3 separate regions of the Zea mays genome follow, and all the other regions are linked to region 2. Evidence: chromatin contacts called from public Hi-C data. All regions are on one chromosome and are shown on one strand. Each heading gives the region's core, a stretch centred on a gene start, on an enhancer-like site or on the middle of the called end of the contact. The rest is flanking DNA. Distances are from core to core; before and after follow the strand shown. Region 1 holds the start of LOC100383048. Region 2 holds the start of LOC100282280 (Putative MYB DNA-binding domain superfamily protein). Region 3 holds the start of LOC103641262 (reticuline oxidase).

The links. Hi-C and Micro-C count contacts between places; a contact is called where the count stands out from the background.
Region 1: a contact with region 2 is called in a Hi-C map of endosperm, with 2.2 times the contacts expected there. The contact joins the promoter of LOC100383048 here to the promoter of LOC100282280 in region 2. A contact is called at or near these places in 8 of 25 Hi-C or Micro-C datasets (bundle sheath, ear, endosperm and 3 more).
Region 3: a contact with region 2 is called in a Hi-C map of tassel, with 6 times the contacts expected there. The contact joins the promoter of LOC103641262 here to the promoter of LOC100282280 in region 2. A contact is called at or near these places in 11 of 25 Hi-C or Micro-C datasets (bundle sheath, ear, endosperm and 5 more).

Annotation. Positions count from the first base shown.
Region 1 is chr10:79,415,703-79,418,797 of Zm-B73-REFERENCE-NAM-5.0, reverse strand. LOC100383048 reads right to left here and starts at 1,364. Exons shown (of 6, transcript NM_001175724.1): 1 at 1,173-1,364; 2 at 587-727; 3 at 1-454. The coding sequence starts at 1,302.
Region 2 is chr10:78,956,474-78,959,718 of Zm-B73-REFERENCE-NAM-5.0, reverse strand. It overlaps LOC100282280 (Putative MYB DNA-binding domain superfamily protein), which reads left to right and starts at 1,300. Exons shown (of 2, transcript XM_008663702.4): 1 at 1,300-2,417. The coding sequence starts at 1,440. The coding sequence ends at 2,393. LOC100285001 (nucleolar GTP-binding protein 1) reads right to left here and starts at 46. Exons shown (of 14, transcript NM_001370689.1): 1 at 1-46.
Region 3 is chr10:79,337,105-79,340,053 of Zm-B73-REFERENCE-NAM-5.0, reverse strand. LOC103641262 (reticuline oxidase) reads right to left here and starts at 1,299. Exons shown (of 1, transcript XM_008664624.4): 1 at 1-1,299. The coding sequence starts at 1,201.

The DNA.
Region 1 (3,095 bases), core at 115-2,614, 460 kb before region 2:
GTAGAGCTTTGTTCCTTCCCTGCATCAATAGGCACTAGTTCCTGTTTCACTGATTGCACAATTGATGTTGGAAGGCCATCAAATGGAGAGAGGCGAGAAGCTGTCCCTCGCCAGCAAGGTGAATCCACAGAACACTCCGATGGATCAGGGTTCAAATCATCAGCCATTGTAACACATGGGCTAGTGCATGCAGACAAGACAAGAGGCTTCACGCCAAAATCAGGATTTAGCTCTTTCGAAAGAGCCATGGCGCCATTTGAATTGCCATTTCCATGAGCAGGACTACCGAGTTGTAAGTTCCTGCTGAAGGAGACATGTTTCCCAGTCTCTTTGTTGGACTCATCATTTTTCCTTATAGCCAATTTGCTAACAGAACCAAAAATGGTGTTGTTAGTTTCTGAAGTCTTATTTGGAGGGCTTCTGATCGTCACCCTTGGCTGTCTGCTTCCCTTACCTGAGGTCAATGGAACAAGGTGCTGGTTGAAATCAGAACCTATGGTCACTGATGGCTCTGAAACTATCGCAATTGAGGACGTTGGAGATGGATAAACACCGACAGGAATTCCACGTGCGGAGCTTGGCTGACCTTGGTGTGTTCCATGCGAGCTGCTTGAGTAAACAGTGTCACTCTGCTTCATTCCTGATTGTGCTGCCAGTGGCACCGAATAAGAACTGTTGTCCTCTCCATACAACACAAAGTTATTATCAATCAACCTTGGAGCATCACCTACACATCCGTAAGATAGAGTTAATGTTATATACGTGTAAGTGATAAATGGGAACACATGAACAAACTAGACTGTAATACAGAACCAACAAAAATTGTCTACATTATTGTGACCGTGATTCAATTAACGGTAAAACTAGAGAACAAAAGAAAGAAAAAAGATAATGATAACGAATGCTGGGTGCCAGATAGTATAGTACTACTACTACAAGACTTCAACCTAGGGCCAATCCCTGCGTCCTGCGAGTACAAGAACCCCAGAAAAGGCTCACTTTCGCCAAGCCACCGCACCAAATCGACATGCCAACCATACAGCAAAGTAACCGGGAAGCGCGAGGGTGATGTGAGGCACAATCATAAAAAAAAAGTAACCGTCCAGAGGGCATAAACTCCATGGGCGCTACTAAGGAGTGGTTGGAGGACGGGAAAGGAGGGAAGTTATTACCATCTTGGAGGCGTCCGGGTGGGGCGCGGGACTGACGCGCGAGGAAGGTGTAGGGAGCCGCGTTCGGAGAGAGCGTCGACGGTGGGCCGGCGGGAATGGCGCCGCCGCCGGCGGAGGTGGAGGAGGGCATCGCCGGCGAGGCCGGTGCGTCTGGTTGGTCAAGGTTAAAATGGGTACATATGGGGCACAGAAGATTGTGCGGTGTGTATAGGGGCCTGGTGGTAATCTCCGAAAAGTAAAGGGGCGTTACTGTTTGACTTTCCGCCTCTCCGCCTCCGCCTCCGCCCTCCGAAGCCCGAAGCGTGGCTTCGTCGAGAAGGAAAGCAGCACAGTTCGGCGGGTTTAGTAATCATCCCATTGAATTAGAGTTGTTTAAGATTCATGCAGGAATTTGCAAAACTCGGAGCGTGGGATTTTTATAAACATCTTACAGGTTTTTTTTTACAAAAATATGTTTAATTTCATAAGAAAACTACCGGATTCCAGAGAAATTTCAATTGGAAAAATAGAGTTGCCAAAAAAGTTCTAAGGTTTAAATTTCCAATTGGTTTTTTATTGCCAAATTACCGGTTGTTTTGGGATGTATTAGTAGATACGCCTCTTATATCTCTACTATACTTAAAGCATCAGTTTCAACGATCGTCATGCGTTATCTTTCTAAAAAAATCCATACATTTCTTCCAAATCACTAATGGAAGAAGGGTGGAAGACACTAGACGAAGTTGCCTAAACAACAGTAGAACATCATGCTCAGATGTTTATAATATTAAATATAAATTTACATATGTATATATGATTTTTTTTGTAAAATAAAAAAATTTGTGTCGGGTCGGATCAGCACTATGGGTCGAGGCTACAGCCCAAGCGTCGCACGGCGCTCGTGTCGGGCTAGCCCAGACACTATTAAATGGGTCGTGCCTCGGGCCGGCTCGATAGACACTATTAAATGGTCCTCGCCTCAGTTGTCACCACCTCATTCGTCATTCTACTTCTTTTCTCACTCTCCCTCATGCCTCCACCTCCACGCCACCCCATTCTCAGCACAGGGTGTAGGAGCTGGTGCCTTCTCTCCGTATTCGTCCGACACCAGCCCCGACACTGACTTGCGCAGTAGCTATTGCACGTCTACGAGGACGTTTCACATCATGCGTGCACCATCGTTTTCGCTGTCGTCGGACGTCCCATTTGTCTTCCCTGCCTTCGCCATGTTCTTCCACCCCAATCTGCTGCTCCCGCGCCACGGTCGCAGCTGCAAGCCGACCGACACTCGTCGACGCACGTACGGGACGAGTCGATCATGCTCCAGGCCTTTCTCCGTGCGTGCCGTCAAGGAGGATATGGTGGCGCCTGGCACGCTTAGGTTATCTTAGCGATGAGGAGTCCGGGTCTAAGATATTGGACAACTAAGGCTCATAGCGTGGCAACAGTCGGCATATGTTACAGAGTTGGTGGTGGTGTTGTGTCGCTTCGGCGGGTCCAGGGCTAGGAAGACACTCGCATTCTCTCTCCTTTCTCGGACTGTCATCTGGTGCGGGTGCCTTTTGGTTTGGAGCTGCTCCGGTTGGGCTTCTTTCTCCGCTTGCATGCTCTCTCCCTATATATCTAGTTGTATACTTTATATGTCGCATCGAGATTCCCAGGTCTTCGTCGTGTCCTTCTCCGGCAACGAACATGTATGCCCGCCTCTTCACTTTCCCTCCTGCTCTACGAAACCTTGGAAGTGGGGGAGGCGAGGGATGTGGGTATGTGATTTGCTGACTATGATACTCTTGCGTTCATAAAAAAATATTATGCGAAGAGTGGAGACAACCAATAAAAAATCTTGACATATTTTTAGTGGATAAATTACGTGGGTATTATTGTGAGCCGTCACAACGCACGGGTAACCGACTAGTATAAGTCTATGGTTGCCTATTATAGTGT
Region 2 (3,245 bases), core at 51-2,550:
CAGCAGCAACAACAGCGAGCGAGCGCTTCTGTAATCTGTAGTCTTCTGCAACGGATATGTTCCACGGACCCAACGGCCCACGGAAAATAATCGCTTGGACCAAGAGGCCAAGAGGCCAAGACCTAAAATTCGTTGTAAACACCCAATTTTTTTATTTTGTTTTTTCCGCACAAAAATTGCACAAGAATTTTATGGATGAATTTGTATAGTACCGCATCAGTCAGTTTCTCACGCCCACCATTACAGACATGATGTTGAGCAGCTGATTTGTCATCTTAGTATGATCGAACGGTCAGACAAGGCTATCCGGCTATATGTTTCGGACTGTCTGCGCTTAGGACGGTTCGAGGTCATAACCTCGAAGTTATAGTTTAGAAGGTCTGTGATTAGATTAATTTAGGATATATTTTTTATTTTGTGTGCTTATCCAACTAATCGTACGTGAATCTATTACATCTAGAAATGGATTTAGACCTCTACCCTATATACGAGAAGTACGACCGACTGAAGCATTGATCAAATCAATTTATTATCAATACCTTTGCATTCTTGCTCTAGGAGTAACGATAACTTAGCTTAGATTAGTCTTCTCCATCTCCAATCTTCACCCATTCTCGAGTTGACATTGTTTATATTCGTTTTTAAGCGGCTTGCAAATCTCAAGACAACCTTAGGATCTTTTCTTCTTGACGGGTCTCTTTCGAGAACGAGATCCAGATTATGAAGGAGATTATCGTAGCCTCTGCGCACGCGTGAATGGTTTGGCCGTTCTGAGCGGACGGTCTGCCGCCCTGCAGAGAAGAGCGACATCCTCTATGTAAGTCGTGAACGATCCAAACGCCTAGAGCGGACAGTCCACGCTCGTATGAAGAGTACTCGAGTTCTAGTTCCCCATGAGCTAAATCATGATGCATTAGGTGATTGGCCAAAGAACGCTAACACATGGCATCTAAATGCCAATCGAGCACACGATTTTTCTTTTAGCCACTGATGTATGACAAGTTCAATAAGAAAATAGGCTTTAAACTAAAAAATGACTGAACTTTTATATTTGTCAATCTCTATTATATACGCAAAATAGCTAAATTTAATCTAAAAATTATGTATAAAAGAGATCCAAATTACCAATGCTTGCTCTAAACTTACATTCTACTCATCCAACCAACTAAACACATATACCTATGTTTTATACTCTATACTTATAAATAAAATCATAGTAGCGTATAGTATACAATGTGCTTTGCTACTTTATGATTGAACCTATAAATTATAGATACAGACAATCTCACAAATCAAAGAATCATAGACACATGTGACATAATAATAAACCGACAACATTTGCCGATTGCAAAAATGCAAGGGAGGACCATTAACCACTGACCCTGTATTTCGTGTCACCTAGCGACTCCGACGAGCCCCAATCCCGCGCGCCGGTGACCATGGAGTTCATCGACCCCTGGGACTCCCAGTCCCGCGCTCGCGTCGTCCATTCCGGCGCCAACTCCACTTCGTTCTCCTCCTCCACCGCCAAAGCACCCCTCTCCCTCCGCCACGCCGCATCTTGCGCCGCCGCGGCCGTCGCACTTCTCGCCGCCGCGTTCTACCTCCTCCCGACCTACCAGATCCTCTCCTCCCTCCTCATATGGATCGCTTCGTCCCTGCTCCTCGCCCCCTTCGCGCCCTTGTCGGCCACTGGCGGCGACATCTCCGTCGGCCGAGGCCGCGTCGTTCCGGCTCCAGAACCGGCCCCAGAACCCACACCGGAACCCACGCCCGCCCCCCGCCGCGGCCGTCGCCAGAACCCAGTCCCGACGCCCACAAAACCCTCAGATCCGGGCACTCCCCCCGTCCAATCGGCCGCATCACTGCATCCGTTGCAGAAGGCGACAACTGCGGATGGAGCCGTGGTGGACGGCGGCGAGAGGGAGGAGGACGCCGGCGAGTGGACTGACCAAGAGCTGGAGCTGCTCCGGCGGCAGATGGTGAAGCACCCGGCGGGTGAGCCCCAGCGCTGGGAGAAGATCGCCGCGGTGTTTGGCGGCCGCCGCACGCCGGAGAATGTCATCCGGGCGGCAAAGTCGGGCGCTCCCGCGGCGGGAGGAAGCTCGTTCGAGCAGTTCCTACGCAAGCGGAAGCCGCTCGATCCGAGGGCCGAGGCTGCTGTCACTGCGGACGATGCGGGAGGCGCCGAGAGTGCGGACGCCGCTTGGAGCGCCGGGGATGACCGGGCCTTGCTGAACGCTCTTAAGGAGTTCCCGAAGGACACTGCAATGAGGTGGGAGAAGGTGGCGGCCTCTGTACCCGGGAAGACAAAGGCCGTGTGCATGAAGAGGATCACCGAGCTCAAGCGAGACTTCAGGAGCACCAAGACGGCATCGGAAGCAGCATCATAGGCGAAACCTGATAATTTTGGTAGGGTAAGATTCCTGCAGCCTTTTCTTCTCTTCATTCTGACACATCAGTGGAGCCATATGTTGCTAATTGTTGATCTCGATAGTTGTTAACTTTTCCAGTTATGAACAATGCTGCAATGATGTATCAATGTCGTGTTTCATTAGGAACTTAGGTGAAATTTAAGAGTTCACCCTTAGGTGGCTGCTTAGGCTATTAGAAGTCTGAAACATCAGAATTGTACTGTTTCCTCCGATTTTATTTCATTGAAACAAAGCAGTTGAAATTTGTTGCAGCATAGCGTATTATAGGCATGCATTTTTGGACATTGACATGGTGCAATTTCACTGAATTTAGCCTATTGATAGAAACAGTATGGATGCAATTCATTGGTGTTGTGTCCGGTTACCTACTACATTCCCAGAATACATTGTACAACGGGGTAATTACAGAATAGTGACACCTTCCCAATGACACCGTGCTTTGCACCCATGTAGGAGACTGACAAGCGGGCCCATCTGGCCCAGCCGGGGATGGGGACCCAGCTTGCCTTAGCCCCCTCGTGCTCGGCCCCCATTTTGAGTCCTGGTCACCTCCGTTCTGGGGGTATTCGTCGTTGGGCCCCCGCTCCCATTGCGGTGAGGTATTGGATGGTGGCCTGGGACGTGTCCGGGCCTAGCAGCGAAGGGGGTTTGTTGGGCTTTGCGCCTCCTTGGGGGTCTGCTCAGATCGGATGTCTCTATCAACAGCGAAGTCTTTGGGCCCTCGCCGTCGGGGCCAGCGGCCTTCGTCTTATGCTGGTGCAACCCCCGTTGTCCTCCGGTGTTCGCACTGTCTCCGGGTGCTACCTTCGA
Region 3 (2,949 bases), core at 50-2,549, 380 kb before region 2:
GGTCCAGGATGACGTACGCCTTGGGCTGCTCGGACAGCAGGCCGACGGCTTTGACCAGGTGGTCTAGCGGCGTCGGACGCCGCACGTAGTCCGACTTTGCCTTGAAGTAGGTCTTGGTGTGCAGCACCCGGTCCGCGAGGTCCGACACGGCGCTCCCCTCGGGCAGGCCGGAGAAGAACACCACGGACTCGATCCAGCTCATCTCCCTCGGGGCCAGGTCGGACAGCCCGATCTCCGGGAACCGGGCCGCCAGGATCTGCATCGCCTCGTGCGCCGGCCCGAGGTACAGCCCCTTGAACGTGACGGAGACGCCGGCGGCCCGGCGGCCCGGGTCCGCCTCCGGCAGCCCGGCGCCGACGAACGCGGAGACGTAGAACTCGTCGGGCAGCCACGGCGCGACGTGCTGCCACGTGGACACCAGCGAGGCGACGGAGCGGGCGGGGCCTGGGCGGTTGACGACGAACGCGGTGACGCGCTCGGGGACCGGGCTGAGGCGGACGCGCCAGGCGTACACGGCGCCCCAGGCGCCGCCGCCGCCGCCGCGGATGGCCCAGAACACGTCCTCCCCCATGGCGGCGCGGTCGAGGACGCGGCCGCGCGCGTCCACCAGCACGGCGTCCACCACGTTGTCCCCCGCCAGGCCGTGCTTGCGCGACAGCAGCCCGAACCCCCCGCCGGCGATGTGCCCGCCCGAGCCGACCGTCGGGCACGACCCCGCCGATAATGCCAGCGCCGGGCTGGCCGCCGCCACGGCGCGGTACGCCTGCCCCAGCGTCGCGCCGGCCTGCACCCACGCCGTGCGCCGCGCCGCGTCCACGCGCACGCGGTCCAGCGCCGCTAGGTCCACCACGGCGAACGCGCCGCCGCCGTCCGAGGTCGTGTAGGACTGCCCCTCGTAGCTGTGCCCGCCGCTGCGGAGCCGCAGCGCCAGCCCCGCCCCCCGCGCGCACCGCACCGCGTCGCAAAGCTCCTGCAGCGACGCCGGGACCACCACGGCCGCGGGCTTGGGCGCGCCCGCGCCCGCGAACCGCAGGTTCTGCACGGAGACGAGCAGCGCCGCGGCGTACCCGGGGGACTGCCGCGTCGTCACGTTGCCCACGCCGGCGGCGGCCAGGCACGCCGTGAAGCGTCCGTCGACTCTGCCGCCTGCTTGCACGGCGAAGAGGCGGAGCACGAGAGGGAGCAGGGCGAGGGCCGCCATGTGCGTGCGTGCGACACTGCAGCTGCAGCTACACCCCGGTGGAGCTCACAGCTGAGCCAGAGGAGTGTGGGGTTTTATACACGTCACGCATGATCACCGAGGTTTTTGTTGGCGAGTTGCGGAGAGCGACGTACGCGCTGGCTGATTTGTCAAGGGCAGGCAGTTAGTTACTAAAACAACAAGGTGATTAATCGTTAGTTTCTTTTGTTTTAGCGCGTGGCCGGCAAGGTGTACGGCGTTGTCGGATAAGGTAGCTTCTGCAGAGACCTGCTGCAGCTTTGCACGGGCATCACGATCACGAGGAGTTTGCATTGCCGGATTCCGAATTAGTTTTTCGGTATCAACAACAAGGGAGGAACAGGGACAGGCAGGCAGAGTCCAATCGGATGTTCGTAGCAGCAGCAGGTGGCGATGGCGAGACAGAGACCGAGAAGCACAGGACAAATTAGGAGAGCGGCCGTCTGTCGAAACGGGTGTGCGCGAGGTTTTGCCGATCAGTCGGATAACTCTTTCGCAGGCCGTCTGCCGTCGGCTTCTTCTTTAGTTACTTGCTCCGTTTCCAAACCCTTTTTTTATTAAGTCTCGTTCGTTTTCTTTCATTTTTGGAACTGAAATCTTACTAATAAAATAGACTATTTATTTTAGAATATAACATTCCACTACTTTCTAAAGTTATCATATAAGCCTATCTCAAATTTAAGGTTTGAGAGATGGAAATTGATTCTATAGATTTACATGTTATTTTTCTGATATACAACTTATAACACTCCTCTACTTGCTTCGTTATAACATAAATGTAGTATATAACTATCTCTTTCATATGATTTAGAATAATATACAAATATATTACATATATAAATATATGAACTTAATTAGTTTTGTTTAAATTAGAGATATCTTAAGTTTGATTAGAATTATAGAAAAAAATACAGCAGATTTGTAACACCCAATAGATACACTATAAAAATATAATTAACAAAGAATCTAACAATACTTATCAGGTTTATAAATATTATTATTTACTTATATAAATCTAATTAAACTCAAATGTTTTAGCTCTTATTTAAAAATAATAATGGTAGGACGGAGATAGTATTTGCGAGCAATGCCGGCCTGCCGGCCCGAAGCCATCGCCACAACGAACTCTCGTGTCTATTTTATTCTAGTATATAGCCATCATCATCCTGGCTTAATTGGATGGAGCAATCGCCTGACGTGTAGTACTTCAATTAACCTAACGCTGGCTGTCTTGCTGAAATGATGATGAGCGTCTCGTCGGTTAGGTGATGCCACCTTTGCATCCCAGGAATTAAAGCAAAAAGGTGACTAAAGTTTAGTCGTTTCGGAGCTATAGATAGATTCAAATAGGAAGAGTTATAAGTGGCTATATTGATACTTTTCTTTTTATTATTTTAGTAAGCCTCCTAATGGCAAAAAACCCAATCCACACCCAAATCTAGTAACTTTGACATCCATCTCACAACCACACAAAAATATAAGAAGAAAATTAAACCCAACCCACCCAATAATATTATTAATCCCAAAACAATCCATAACTGGGTGGAAACCCATGAAAAACCCACGGATTCAAACAGAACATATAGTTTCATCATCTAGAGATCCAAACAGAACATATAGTTATGATTGAACGTTTGTATCGTAAAAGGCCAAATTAAGAGAATACATCTAGAGATCCAAACAGAACATATAGTTTCATCATCTATTAATTATTAAAGAAATGCAGATAA